Linked DNA regions of Sus scrofa: all the other regions are linked to region 5. A link is a contact called in public Hi-C, HiChIP or PLAC-seq and promoter capture Hi-C data. All regions are on one chromosome and are shown on one strand. The core of a region is the stretch at or near the end of the contact, and the rest is flanking DNA. Distances in the headings are between cores, read along the strand shown.

The links. Promoter capture Hi-C pulls out the DNA fragments that hold promoters and counts their contacts. Hi-C and Micro-C count contacts between places; a contact is called where the count stands out from the background. HiChIP or PLAC-seq counts read pairs in DNA pulled down with a chosen protein or histone mark.
Region 1: a contact with region 5 is called in an H3K27ac HiChIP or PLAC-seq map of skeletal muscle, with 9 times the contacts expected there. The contact joins the promoter of COL14A1 here to the promoter of MTBP in region 5. A contact is called at or near these places in 1 of 5 promoter capture datasets (fetal skeletal muscle), 1 of 47 Hi-C or Micro-C datasets (embryonic fibroblasts) and 2 of 2 datasets of contacts at active chromatin or transcription factors (alveolar macrophages and skeletal muscle).
Region 2: a Hi-C map of skeletal muscle shows a contact between it and region 5, with 2.7 times the contacts expected there. The contact joins the promoter of SNTB1 here to the promoter of MTBP in region 5. A contact is called at or near these places in 1 of 5 promoter capture datasets (liver), 10 of 47 Hi-C or Micro-C datasets (alveolar macrophages, embryonic fibroblasts, epiblast stem cells and 5 more) and 1 of 2 datasets of contacts at active chromatin or transcription factors (skeletal muscle).
Region 3: a contact with region 5 is called in a Hi-C map of skeletal muscle, with 9 times the contacts expected there. The contact joins the enhancer-like site here to the promoter of MTBP in region 5. A contact is called at or near these places in 3 of 5 promoter capture datasets (fetal skeletal muscle, liver and skeletal muscle), 24 of 47 Hi-C or Micro-C datasets (adipose tissue, alveolar macrophages, brain and 13 more) and 1 of 2 datasets of contacts at active chromatin or transcription factors (skeletal muscle).
Region 4: a contact with region 5 is called in a promoter capture Hi-C map of liver, with 5 times the contacts expected there. The contact joins the enhancer-like site here to the promoter of MTBP in region 5. A contact is called at or near these places in 3 of 5 promoter capture datasets (fetal skeletal muscle, liver and skeletal muscle), 10 of 47 Hi-C or Micro-C datasets (blood, fetal skeletal muscle, fibroblasts and 5 more) and 1 of 2 datasets of contacts at active chromatin or transcription factors (skeletal muscle).

Annotation. Positions count from the first base shown.
Region 1 is chr4:18,923,837-18,926,536 of Sscrofa11.1, forward strand. COL14A1 (collagen alpha-1(XIV) chain) reads right to left here and starts at 1,275. Exons shown (of 48, transcript XM_013996512.2): 1 at 894-1,275.
Region 2 is chr4:18,287,486-18,290,185 of Sscrofa11.1, forward strand. It overlaps SNTB1 (beta-1-syntrophin), which reads left to right and starts at 1,271. Exons shown (of 8, transcript XM_021088981.1): 1 at 1,271-1,405; 2 at 1,570-2,354. The coding sequence starts at 1,775.
Region 3 is chr4:18,177,582-18,180,281 of Sscrofa11.1, forward strand. No RefSeq gene overlaps it. Among named protein-coding and RNA genes, the nearest start is that of SNTB1, 110 kb to the right of the region's middle. Within about 2 kb of position 1,425, at least 11 of the 83 cell types and tissues checked have an H3K27ac peak or open chromatin away from gene starts, as enhancers often do. A contact at or near this core is called in fetal skeletal muscle and skeletal muscle, where this site is marked.
Region 4 is chr4:18,195,917-18,198,616 of Sscrofa11.1, forward strand. No RefSeq gene overlaps it. Among named protein-coding and RNA genes, the nearest start is that of SNTB1, 91 kb to the right of the region's middle. Within about 2 kb of position 1,370, at least 13 of the 83 cell types and tissues checked have an H3K27ac peak or open chromatin away from gene starts, as enhancers often do. A contact at or near this core is called in fetal skeletal muscle, liver and skeletal muscle, where this site is marked.
Region 5 is chr4:18,607,352-18,610,051 of Sscrofa11.1, forward strand. It overlaps MTBP (mdm2-binding protein), which reads right to left and starts at 1,351. Exons shown (of 22, transcript XM_021088982.1): 1 at 1,098-1,351; 2 at 192-272. The coding sequence starts at 1,215. MRPL13 (mitochondrial ribosomal protein L13) reads left to right here and starts at 1,568. Exons shown (of 7, transcript NM_001243415.1): 1 at 1,568-1,624. The coding sequence starts at 1,598.

The DNA of each region.
Region 1 (2,700 bases), core at 25-2,524, 320 kb after region 5:
TCCAGTGGCCCAGTGCCGGCTGCTTTTGGCTGGCCCCTAATCCAGTCTTGCCTGTGTGTGGTGCACGCTAAAGCCCAGCTCCACCAGATGTATCTCCGTCCATGCGCTGCGAACTAGGGAGGTCAGAGCAGCCAGCAGTCCAGAGAGATAAAAGGAGGGGAGGAGGGGAGAGGTGGAAAAGCCAGAGTGGAGAAGACCCTCCAATATCACAGCGTGGTGGTGCATCATAAAGCTGAAACCTCCTGCATCCAGACACCAAAGCAAAACTGCGCTAAGCATTCAGACTTCCTGGTGCAGAGATGTTTAAGAGCTACTACTAATGCCAACATCCTGCATTGATGCGCTCGATGTGCTCCCTCTTGTTTGCATCTGGCACCTGGCCCCTAGAGCCAATCACTCACTGGGGGCTGGGTGAGTTTTGTCCTCTGTGAGCTCCATCGACTGTTCTCCCGAGCAACCCCGTGCTTTCTATTTGTATACATCCCTCCAAAACAAACCCTAAAGCCCCCCCCCCTTTCACCAGAATGGTCACTTTTATGAAGCCCCTTCTACTTGAAAATGCTGGAGTCTTTACTGTCTCGAAGCCAAACCTGCTCCTTCCCGCCGCGCGCTCACAGCACTTAAGCACAGAGGGAAAAGCTCCTGAGAGCAACACAAGGCATCTTCACACAGTGCCTGCAATCTCCCTGTCCAGTGACCCCCTGCGAGGAGGCATCTGGGTGCACTACCCCATCCCACCTCAGTGGTTCGGGGCCATCACCGGCGGGCGCGAGGAGAGGTGGTCTCTTAATTGCACTGCGTCTGCAGGTGGCTCGCCCTCTCCACTTTCCCTTCCTCAACAATAAACTTTTCAAAGCCGAACGAAGGAAGAGCAGAGAAAGACTGGAACTGACCTGTTCAGAGCAAAGTTTCAGCCCAGGTAGGGGACCTCTGGGTGCCTAAGGAAGATCCAAGATCCGCCGCGAACAGGTTCGTGGTGGCGCACAGCTCTCGCGCGCTTCCCGCCCCTCGCCCCCTTTTAATTGGCCCCTATCCCTCCCCTTCTCCCCTACTCTCCCCTGCTCCCAGCCCTGGCCACTCAAAGCCGCCTCCTCTTCTCCAGTGCTTCCCTTCTGCCCAGAATCAGATAAGAGGAAAGGAAAGCCCGCCGGCGGCCAATTATAAAGCGGAAGGTGGCCGCGGGGGCGGGGGTTGGGGTGATGGGAGGCAGGCCTACGTCCCTAAAGCGTCCCCCCCCACACACACACTTTCCCTCCTCCTCTTCTCCCCAACCCTGGCCCCACAAAAGATGCTGCGAGGAGCCAGCCCAGCGCCGTTCGAGCGCCAGCCCAGACCTGGCGGCCGCCCCAGGTGCGCGCCGCAGCGGGCTAGGAAAGAGCAGCTTCTGCCCCTCCACTCTCGCCAAGGCTAGCGAGGGGCTTGTTGCTGAACCAGAAGACCCTGCGATTGCTTTACCAGATCTGGAGCCCTTCCTTACGCAGGTGCGAGTGTACCCACTTCCCTATTCCCAAATACCAGCCTGGTCAAGGACCCTGCGCTCGGGAGCCACACTCGCTGGAAAGAAGTAGTACCTTTTCTCCCCTCCTCTCCTTTCCTTTTCCCGATCAAGGGTAATAAAACGCCAAAGCAGCGATGTTCAAACTTTAATGTGCAGGAGAATCACAAGTGTTGAAAAAGACATTTCTGTATGCTTTAAAGGACGCATGTTGGCTGTGTCCAGGGGTTGGACTTCCCAAAGTGCATATGCTCACTCGTAGAGATCCTGTTTCAACAGGTCTGGGCTTAGCCCAGGGAATCTGCATTTATCAAACACCCTGGTGGTCCTGGTCTGTGGAGGCCACCCTCCGCCAGGCTCTACCACGAGGCGCGCCAGAGCCCTGCGCTAGGTCTCCAGGGATTCGGCCCTGCGCGGTCATCCGCTGGGCTCCTTGGAAAGTCATCATTACTCATTTTTTAACCTTGAGAACGACCGCCCTCTCCTTCCCGCGGCGTCTTTACAATCCAGCTTGTTGTGTGCGCACAAATGTTGGCGAGGGAGGTACAACAACTGAGAATTATCAAGAAGCCACTTTTTTGAAAAAATACTCTCTTGTCTTGGAAAACTGACAAGCAGGTGTTTCATTCCCACTGAAGGCTGATGATGGCGAGGAGAGACAGGGCAAGTGGAACTCTTAAAGGGTCCTCAAACGTGCTTCCACCATGCCCAACTGAGAATACAGAAAAAGGGGCCGTGACCCACCCACTCCCTTTCAAGGGAGTCCTTCGGATATTCCAACCTTCCCAAGCCACCTCCTCTGCTTTCCCCAAATTTTCTGATATTTGAATCCGCTAATACCGTGCTCTGAACTTCCCCGCTCGTCCTACAGTTGGAGTGCAAAGGGCCCTCTCCAGCCCCTACCGCCACCCTTCTTCCGTCGGTCCTTTTCCAAATGGGCCTCAAGTCTGGCCACAGGATGGGGCCCGAGACAACCGCCGTTTTGCTTCCGCGCTCCAGTGATCTCGACTATCTTGGGTCAGGCAGCGGGTACAACTTTTTAGGAGACAAAATCCAAGGGTTCAGTTCGCTGCATTGCAACGATGCGAGCGCCACCTGGTGTTGGCGCCTGGGGGTTCGGGATAGGGCGGGAACTAGAAAGACACCCAACCAGCCTAGATTAACACGCCTAAACTAGAACTTCCCAAATGCAGTACCTATTCCTG
Region 2 (2,700 bases), core at 21-2,520, 320 kb before region 5:
CTGATCCTGGTACTGCTGTCCCTGGGTACCTTTACCTGAATGAATAAAGAGCTTCCGGAACACTGGTTAGAAATATAGGCAATAAGGATTCTGTAAGTAGAAGTATAAACCTAAGAGTTTCTCATGACCTACCTGTAGTGACTTATAAAAAAAAAAAAAAAGAAAGAAAGAAAAATCCAAATGTTTTCATTTCATTTCTGGCACCTGCCTGGAATACCAACCACCCAGGCTCTGGAGATTGGGAATTGCTCTGTGTTTTTAAACATTCACAATTAAAAATGTGAGTCATTTGAGAAGGGTTAGAGAACTTTCAATGATGCTGTTCATCAGCTCAGTGGCAATGTGTTCAATAAGATTTCTTTCCTCCTGACACCTTGCTGGGTTGCATTTACCTTTAGGAATTCTCTGATTTGTGAATTTGGGTTTGGTTTGGTTTCAAAGAAAGCACAGAAAGAAGTGGAAAGGAAGGTAGATGAGATGAATGAAACACTTCCAGAGCTCCCTGAGATGTGCATAGGGTGGAGGACCCCTGAGAGTTTCCAGGACCAGGAGGATTCTGGGAGATTCATCTAAGACATGTGTTGGCACTTCTGGATTGGCCTGGGAAGATAACCAATAATTTATAATATCGTTTCCCAGGAAAAAGCAGCTTGAGTTCCAAGTCACTCAGAAAGGAACTTCTGAGATAACAATCCATTGCAACCGAGTTCTTAAATAGTGGACTTTTTTCTATTGGACCCAGGGAAGACAGACAAAGTCCCAGGAAGCATTTGGCGTGGCATTGCTGGGGCGGGAGAGGATAGATCAGGAGCAGAGAGCATGTAATGTACTAGGGCAGGAAGAAAAATTGTCCCTGGGGTCTGGGGCCAACAGTGACCTGCTGAAAACCGCAGCCATAGAGACACCTCTTCAGAGACCTAGCAGAAAAGATGTCCTGCATTTAAGGAGAAGTTTCCCTGCACTGGGGTTATGCTGACATTTCATCCTGGGTTCCTGGGACAACCTTCCCTCTTGCCTTTCAGGGAACCCAGGCTGTCCGTCTGGTCTGAGCCCACCTGAGAGCCTCTGCGGAAAGGAGAGACAGGTAAGAACCGAAGCCAAGACTTGGCTTTTGGAAGCCAGAGTGAAGAGACTAGACCCAATTAGGGGTTAGGGCGGAGAGACCGTTCGACAGAGGGTGTGATAGGGGGCTTCAGAGCATCCAGTGAGCGGACCAAGGCAGGACACCCAGACCGTGCGGGGTGCGGAATAGGCGCCGAGGGAGAAGGGTGAGTGGACGAGAGACGGCTGGGGGCGGGGTGGAGGGAAGCTGTCCCTGCGGCGACGTGCGCTCAGAGCACGGAGGCGGGGAGGGTCTGAGAGGACGCGCGGCGTGTGACCGCCGAGGCTGCGGCGGCTGGAACAGGTGAGCGGCCGCCAGGCGCTGGGTCCCCGCCCTTCCCGGCGAGGGACTCCCCCTCCGAACCTCCCCCGCGCTTAGCTGTTTCGCGGCTTCCCTTGGGTTTGGGGTTTTGCAACTGGCAGCTGGCTGCCCCCCTCCACTGTTTCTGTCTCTCCTTCTTCTTTTAGGTAGCTCCACCCCGCCCGGGATCAGGCCAGGGGGAAGCTGCCGACTGCGGCTGCCAACTCGCGCCGGGCGCTCCAGCGAAGTCGCGGAGCGGAGTCCCGCGTCCCGCCTCCTCCCTGCCGGGCGCGCTCTCCTCGCTCCCCGAGCAACCCTTCCCCACTTTTCCCCCCTTTTGCAATCGCACGGCATTTTAAGAATGCCGGAAAGATGGCGGTAGCAGCGGCGGCGGCAGCGGCAGTGGCAGCGGGGCCGGCCGGCGGGGGAGGCGGCCGGGCGCAGCGGAGCGGGCTGCTGGAAGTTTTGGTGCGGGATCGCTGGCACAAAGTTCTGGTGAACTTGAGCGAAGACGCCCTGGTTCTGAGCTGCGAGGAAGGCGCTGCGGCGTACAACGGCATCGGGACCGCCACCAATGGCTCGTTCTGCAGGGGCGCCGGCCCCGGGCACCCAGGCGCAGGCGGCGCGCAGCCCCCGGACTCTCCCGCCGGGGTCCGCACCGCCTTCACCGACCTGCCGGAGCAGGTGCCCGAGTCCATCTCTAACCAGAAGCGCGGCGTGAAGGTGCTGAAGCAGGAGCTGGGCGGGCTGGGCATCAGCATCAAGGGGGGCAAGGAGAACAAGATGCCCATCCTCATCAGCAAGATCTTCAAGGGGCTGGCGGCGGACCAGACCCAAGCCCTGTACGTGGGCGACGCCATCCTGTCTGTGAACGGGGCCGACCTGCGGGACGCCACCCACGACGAGGCGGTGCAGGCGCTGAAGCGCGCTGGCAAGGAAGTGCTGCTGGAAGGTGAGGGGTTAACGCTGCGCGGGCTGCCTGGGATACGCACACCCCAACCGCCTCCTCCCGCCGCATCCTCACACCCACCCACGTGCCGCCACACCCCAGGGGACCGCCGGGCGCGGGTGGCGGAGTTTTGACAACTTTGACCCACTTGGGGGCCACTTGTCCCCACCTGCGAGGCGTTGACCCAGCAGAGGTGTAGGCAAAGTCTCGGTGAGCAGGGTTTCTTGAGTTCGTGTTCTGTGCAGAGCACGGGGTCGGAGGCGTAGTTCACGTAGTCTCAGTTTTACGGGAGCCAAATCTAAGCGTAGCTTAGGGGCCCCAAGTAGAACTGGCCATGAAGGGGGCACGT
Region 3 (2,700 bases), core at 175-2,674, 430 kb before region 5:
TTTGTTTTTATATCCTTCCCAAATATGGTCAGTGGAAGTTCCCTCAAGTTGGTTCATACAGTCTTTTTGTTTTGTTTTGTTTTCTTGCTTTTTAGGGCCGTACTAGTGGTATATGGAGGTTCCCAGGCTAGGGGTTAAATTGGAGCTACAGCTGCTGGCCTACACCACAGCCACAGTGACACAAGATCTGAGCCTCATCTTCGACCTATACCACAGCTCACAAAATGCCAGATCCTTAATCCACTGAGTGAGGCCAGAGATTGAACCTGCAACCTCATGGTTCCTAGTTGGATTCATTTCCGCTGCACCACAACTGGAACTCCGGCTCATAGTCTTGCTTTCAGGGCGCAATAACATGGCCCAGGCTCATCTCAGCCACTTCCTGCCCTAGATGTTAAATTAGCCATTATTCTAAGGAGCCTCGTTCCTTTAAGATGGAAATGATACTTAGATTTTACATTCTGAGTTCCTAGAATGATCAATAAAACTGAGCTGGTCATGTTTTTAGGTCTTTTCAGTGGACAGGACTAGGACAATTTTAGTTTTTAGAAAGAGAAAAATAAATCACAAATTCATACTGATATTTCTAATTCAAATCAAAGATTACAGAATTTTTACATTGATTCCTTTATTTTATATTTTATCTTTTTTAAAAAACTCAAAATCTCATCCCCTAAGAACACTAATTTAATTACTTAGTTGCTTTATCCTGCTTTCCCTATAATGGTGTTCAAAATAATAATATAATATCACTAACAACTAGCCAAAGGAATTGAGTCTAAGAGGTTTTTACACTTCATTTTATCCTTAGGACATATTCCCCTAGGAATGTACAATCCACATAGGTGTTCTAAAATCACTTGAAATAATTCTTGAGATGGTCATGTCACAGAATTGATATAAAGTTTGGTTCATTTTTTTTTTCCAGTTTAAAGTTTTAGGACTTGTTATATTTTGGTGTGCAAAATTTTCACATGGATTTAACTTTGTTCTTAATGATGTAAACCATTTCCATGCTTCCAAAGTCAAAAAACAAAGTAAGTTGCATAGGGAAGCCTGTGCGCTCTTCAAGTCCTCTCCCTCCTTGCTCCCTCCATTCCACTTTTAATTTTTGGTTTATCCAACTACTGAAATTATAAAGAATTATGTATTTACTATGACTCCTCTTTTTTCTTTTTTTCTTTTTTCTTTTTTTTTTTTTGTTTTGTTTTGTTTTGCCATACTCAGGGAATGTGGAAGTTCCTGGTCCAAGGGTCAAAACCACACCATGGCAGGGACCACACAAGATCCCTAACCACTAGGCCACCAGGGAACTCCCAACTCCTCCTTTCTTATCTAAGTGATAGCATGGTGCAAACACTGTGATGCATTTTGTTTGTGTTACTTAACAGTATGTCCTGGCTGTACCTCTTTATTAGTACACAGAGGTTTTTACAGCTGTGTAATAGGGCCCTGTGTGAATGCTGCGAAGTTTATTTAACTGGCCTCCCTTTGATAGACATTTGGGTTGTCCCTAGCCTTTTGCTAATCAGATCTTGGCATTTGTCAAATTTTACCCTACCAAGAGTCCTGTTGGTTTGGTTTAGTCTTATTTTATAAAAAAAAAGGAAACTACTTCATAAGCAATTATGGGCTTGACCAAAGGGGGGAAGAAGGGACCAAAACTTCCCCTGCGTCCATAATTTCTGTTCTTTGCCCAAGTCTATATAATTCATACTGTGGTGTAAATATCTGTTAACCCCTTTATTTGAGAGTTAGGGGAGGGAGAGAGATACGTGCTTTGGGGTAGATTGTGGAGGAAAATTTAGCCTTAAGTTCAAGGCTGGAATTTCAAGTCTCAGCCAGCCTGTGGGAGGAGTATCTGAGGGAACAGCTGGCCTTTCTGGCATTATCCCCAGTCAAAGGAATGCGAGACATCCACAAGCAGGTGGGTCTATTTTTGGCAGGAGGACCTTCTCAGTGGCTGCTAGAATCACAGCATGTCCTCTTCTGTCACAGTGCATTTTACTCTCCTGGTAAATCCACTCAAGACTCCCTTTAAAGGACATAGAACAATCCATTCTCCACTCTTGCCCCATCAATAACTCCTCCTTTCTTTGTTCTTATTATGTCAACCCAGGAAAATTACAGATCCTAAACTAAACAGAGCAAGCACCATTGGGATAATTAAATATCATTATACAGTCTTTTATGGGACAAATTAAGTTGGTAGTTACAGAAAGCCTTAGGACTTTGACCAGAATCTTTCATTAATTTTCCTTTTTTTATCACTCTATTTTTAAAGAGAAAAATGTCCATTCTGAAGGAACATAAGCCCATATCATTAGGTTATTTTATTTTATTATTATTTTTTAATAAATTCTATTGGAGTATAGTTGATTTAGAAGGTTGTGTTCATTTCAGGTGCACAGCAAAGTAAATCAGCTATGCATAAACACATACGCATTCTTTTTTAGACTCTTTTCCCATATAGCTTATTATACAGTATTGAGTAGATTACCCTGTACTATATAGTAGGTTCTTGTTATATCTTTTTTTGTTTGTTTTTTAGGGCCACACCTGCAGCACATGAGTTCCCAGGCTAGGGGCTGAATCGGAGCTGCAGCTGCAGCTGCTGGCCTAAGCCACAGTCACAGCAACGTGGGATCTGAGCCACGTCTGTGACCTAACCACAGCTCACAGCAACACCAGATCCACTGA
Region 4 (2,700 bases), core at 120-2,619, 410 kb before region 5:
AAATTAACAGAATGTTGTAAATCAACTATTATTTTAAAAATTTTAAAAAAAGAATAGATCTCCCTGAAGAAGTGACCGTTGGGCTAGGATTTGAAAGTCCTCATAGGGGCTAACTAGTCATTGGGAAGAAAGAATAGCACATGAAAAGGCCCTGAGGCAGTACAATCACAGCCTTGTATCAACCTGAAAGAAGGCCGGGATGTTTCTAGGGAGATAGATGAGTGATGAGGCTAGAAAAGGAAGCAGAAGTCACTTCTGGCTGGACTTTGTAAATTGTCTTAATGAATTTTACTAGCAATGGCCATCTCATCAGAAGAGCCTCAAGTCCTGAGCTTATATTATCTATTCAGGCCTTTTTCCTGAATGATCCAACATGACTATGGTATAGAATCTGATTGGTTCAACTTGGCAGAGGTATTTCTGGCTTATCCAATCAGCAAGAGGGGCAGGATCACATGTTCATCAGAGGCAATTGTTGTGAGGAAGAATGGTTGTTCTTCTACAAACGAATATATGTATGAGGCCACAGGCTGTGGCATTGATCAGCATCTCTGAAATTACAGGATTCCCAGACATACTCAGGTTTACCTTGTACAGTCGGTTGTATTGTAAAGATACAACAGGACAGTATGAAAAATCTGTTGATCATTCAGAAAACAGCATTAGCTCTAGTCATCCACTGTACACAGCAAAAGCGCTAGCCACTCCATCATGTGATCGGCCTCTCAGCAGCAGGCACCCAGTTTGAATGCTCTGTGAATATGGTTTCTTGGTGAGTCTCCGGATATGCTTCTTCTCCTCCTGTTACTATGACTTAACTCTCTCTTTCTTCTGATCCAGTTCCAGGAGAGCAAGAATCTGATTGAGCTAAACAGTGACCTTCCAGTACTGGGCTTCCCACCAGTCCTTTCTGGGGGAAGCTAAAGAGAACTCCATCGCCCCAGGGCCATTTCCTCTCCAGTCAGCAGGGGGCAGGAGGCGGCACAGTGGTGCTGCAAGTGAAGCAGGAAACCTTTGTGCAGGGTGCTGATTGCAACATGGAGACTGGAACCAGCCACAGATAGGTTTGCTTTGATTTGCACAGTTTTGACTCATGCAGTTTTGTTTTCAATTTAATGTTCAACCGACATTTTTAAATAGAATGTTTTCATATTAAAAACCCAGATTTCCAGCCACCCTTAAAAAATTGGAGTGTCAGAAAACACTAACGGTCAACCAATACTGAGTACTGAGTGACCTGTTTAAAGTCCCAGAAGCTGTCAGTTCAACACAGTCCTGAAATCTCCCTGCTGTCAAACTAGCTTCACTCATTTATTCACAGGCCTGACCCTTGTAGGCATCCGAGTCGGCAAACACTGAAGTAAGTAGTTGTGTAAGCTTTTCTCAGAAGGGAGTTCATGGTGAGGCACATAAAGGGTCACTGACTACAGGACTGTTATAATTTCAAGTTCAGAAACCATGCCTAGTATCATTTCATTGCTGCTGGCAACCCCTGAAACAGTTTTTGAGTTAGCCTCTGAACGTAGTTAGCTGGGCTTCCTGCCAATAGCTGCCTATAAGGCAAGTGAACTTTTATTCTGCTATGCTAGCCTAACCGCACTTGACCTGAGTGTTCTAAAAAGGATAAGAATATGGAATTCCCTCGGGCCTCACTTGTTAAGGATCTGGCACTGTCATTGCTGTGGCTTTGGGTACAGCTGTGGCACGGGTTCAATCCCTGGCCCAGGAACTTCTGCATGCCACAAGTGTAGCCAAATTAAAAAAAAAAAAAAAAAAAAAAAGGATAGAGGAGCAGCTCCTAGACATTGGAGCAATCTCATTCCACATCTTAGGTCATCCTGCTCTACCCGAATAATGCCTGTTACAAAATGCAGTAACAATAGGGTCTCCTTGCCAAGCTATGTGCTTCTTCTGGTTATCAGATGGCCCAAAGGGATGGATAATTCATTCTGGTAAAATTGGGCACTTACATGTTAACTTAGCACGTTCAGGCTTGGTCTGAAGAAGAGATGCTGCAATTTGCAGTGAAAACACATCTTACAGGCCAAATTGGTAGCCACCTACTTGCCAACCACATGACCTTGAGCAAGTCACTTAATCTTTTTCCACCTCGGTTTCTTGATCCACAAAACATAGCTAATAATACGTACCTCAGTGAATATTCTGAGGAGAGAGGCAGTGATAGGTGTACACTTTCTTCTTCACCCATGTAGGATACCAAATAATGTCAAACCTAGCTATTTGAATATTTGAATGAAATTAAACCTCTCCAGCTCCAGCTCCAGCCCCCTCTTTGTCATCTTCAGAAGTTTCTTCTGGCCTCTTTCAGGCTACCACTCTCCTGCAGGCCTTCCCCAGGTCAAATATTTAGCCGCGATTTTGCAGAGAGGAGAGCCATTTAGTCCCACGGTGGCTGCACACTTTCAATGCAGCTGCAGCTGCCTCTATTTCAGAGTAAAAGCCATCAGGCACCCTTGGCTCATTCACTACCCAAGCATCCTGCTGTGCTACCGCATGCCCCCCTGGCCACCAAAGCCATGAGCCCAAGAAGAGTCCGGGCTCAATGCAGCTGCTGTGGTCAGCTGCCACTTGCGCGGTAAGAGCCACTGTGAATGTAGGAGGGGTCTTTCCCCTGGGGCATAGGCTGTTATAGAAGCTTCATCTGCCCATCCCGCCTCTTGGGTCAGTGTCCATATGGTG
Region 5 (2,700 bases), core at 101-2,600:
CTTTCTGACATCCAAGCATCAGGAGGAAAGGGATACTGTCTTTTCCATTTTGTATTTCTTTCCCTACCTCCCTATTATCAGTGATGTGTACAGTCAACAAGTGTTCCTTGGATTTCCATGTGACCAAGTTAATTAAATGTATTTCCAATACAAATGCTGTGCCATAAAAGAGGGATTTATGTTACACTTACCAGGGAAAGTACTATCTTCTGGATTAATCGAAGCACTAATGCTTCTTTTCAGGAGGTGATAAACATTTGCTGCCCTTAAGTCTGAAAAAGAAATAGCAAACTAACAGAGTCAAGAGTTATGTAATCTAGACCTTTTCTAAGAGGCTCTTAAGCACAATATGTTGTACATAAAAGAACTATACACTGTTCAAATTTTGGTATGCTAAATCTAAAGCTAGCAAGGTTAAAACAAGTAAAGTTCCCGGTTTGCACATGCTTGCCAGTTAACACAAATCCAAAATTCCCCCCAAAGAATAATTTTACATGGAAAAGAGAAATCCTGTTACAATACTCTGTACACAACCACACATACACTTCCTCCTCAAAATGACACTCTATCAAAACAAACTAAATAAAATGCAGATCCTAGACAAGAACACCAAAAACCAGTGCAATCTCAAGCGATCAGAATTGTTTTAAATTTATCATTTGCTTTTTAACTTAGTTTATGCGGAATGTCTCTTCCCATTAAGATGTAAATTCTAGCAAAGTAAGATCTTTTCCATCTCGTTCTTAGGTATTACCTGCATTTGGAACACAGGAGGCAGAACTGCTTATTGAATGCATATCTGTCCAAAGGTCAGAAATTCCATTTCCACGGCACAGAGAATTTACTCAGATTTTTAATGTGTCGGGAACTTTGGAGCGCTGGAATCTTGCATCCACAAATCTGCCCCTATTTTTCCACGAAGATAGTTTTTTTTTTTTTTTTTTTTTTTTTTTTTTAGCCTTTACCAGGTCGATCCCAGATAGAGTGACACCTTCTTAGGACAACTCGATACATGTCCCTCCCCAGCAAAACTTGATCACAATTTTTTTTTCTCCTCCCTGAAAACCGTTCCCGCTCTTTCTCAGCCCTGAGCTTACCCGGCTGCTTCTCGGTACACACAACAGACGAAACCCCTGGCTCGTGCTCCGCCTCCGCTCCCGCGGCGGACTGGACTTTTTCTTCCCCCCAGATCACAAGAAGTAGGTACCGATCCATCTCTCAGAGCTGAGCCCCTGTTTCACGTCTCCGCTCCCAAATCCAAACAGTCCCGCGCAAAAGATGCACTTCCGGTTCCCTTCTACTTAGGTCGGCTGGAAACTGCGTTCTCCACCGATTTTCCGCAGCTTTTCCAGCAAGCTTCCAGCAAGCAAACTATTTTTGGGGATTATTCTGTAAAGAAGTGCATCATTTCCTCCCTTCATAGCGGAATTGCTACTGTAGGAAGATTGGAAGCGATGCAAGAAAAGCGGAGAAGTAGATGAGTGTTGGCTGGCCTAGGAACTGACATGCTCAGCTCTATGCGTTTCCTGCCGAGCCCGTGATGCGGCGGGACACATCTTGGATCTTGAGAAAGGGAAGGTCTTGCTGCTGGGGAAACATGTCGAGTTTCTCCAAGGCGCCCCAGGTGAGTTCAAGGTCTTGTAGCTTCATTACGCTGGCAGAAGGAGGTCGGATTTAGTGAAGCTGAGTCGGATAGGAAGCTGGGTCCTTGGACTAGAAGATGTCTCGGTGAAACACGAACCAGGGTTGTGATTCTGGCCACCACTTGCTGTAGTTTTCTTGGAACTCCTACCCTCCCGTTTTCAGTCTACCCTTATTCCCACCTTCACCTTCCCGCCCACCTCTGTCTCGGGAAGACTTATTAGGAAGGAAGTCAGAGAGGTAATGAGATGAATCACATTGGGCGTGGTAGACTATTGTAAGAGTTTTATTTACCGAGCAAAGCAAAGTAAGGACCGACTGGAAGGTTTTGAACCAAAGAGTAACTAATCTCACTTGGGTGTTAAAAGGAGCACTCTGACTGCTGAATAGACTGTTTAGAGATGGGGGTTGGTGGAGGATACAAGCTAAGAATCTATTTGAAGGTTATTGCAACAATCTAGGCTCCACACGTTAGTGGCACAAGCCAGGCTTAGTAACAGTGCCAAAAAGTGGTCACGTTCTTTTTCAAGGTGGAGCCAGTAGGATTTACTGAAGGATTGAATGTGGGCCGACAGTAAAAGAAGAGACAAGGATTATTCCAAGGTTTTTTATTTCAACAAGCAGAAGGATGTTCCATCAGCGGAGATAAGGAAGGCTGAAATTGAAGCAGGGTTCAGAAGGAAGAGCAGGAGTTCAGTTTTGGGTACGTTGATCTAAGAAGCCACTTAGCCTAATCTTGCTCCAGCTGTGATTCCTTCCTTGGACTGTTACTTGTCTCTGATGAGGTAAATACAGGAAGTAAAACGAAACATTAAAAAAACCAAAAACCTAGCAATTTGACATTGTGGCAGGATCTTAATTGTTTATCAAAGTTTTTTTCTATCACAGTATTTGGTCTGCAATGGATTGGAAAAGAACTAATCTTTTGTTACACATGGTTTAGGAAACACTGTAGTGCCTATGTCAAATGGGCAGTTGAGTACAAGCGTAGAGTTCAGGAAAGAGGTTCAGGATGGAGATGTGAATTAAGGAATCATAAGCATAGAAGTGGCATTTAAA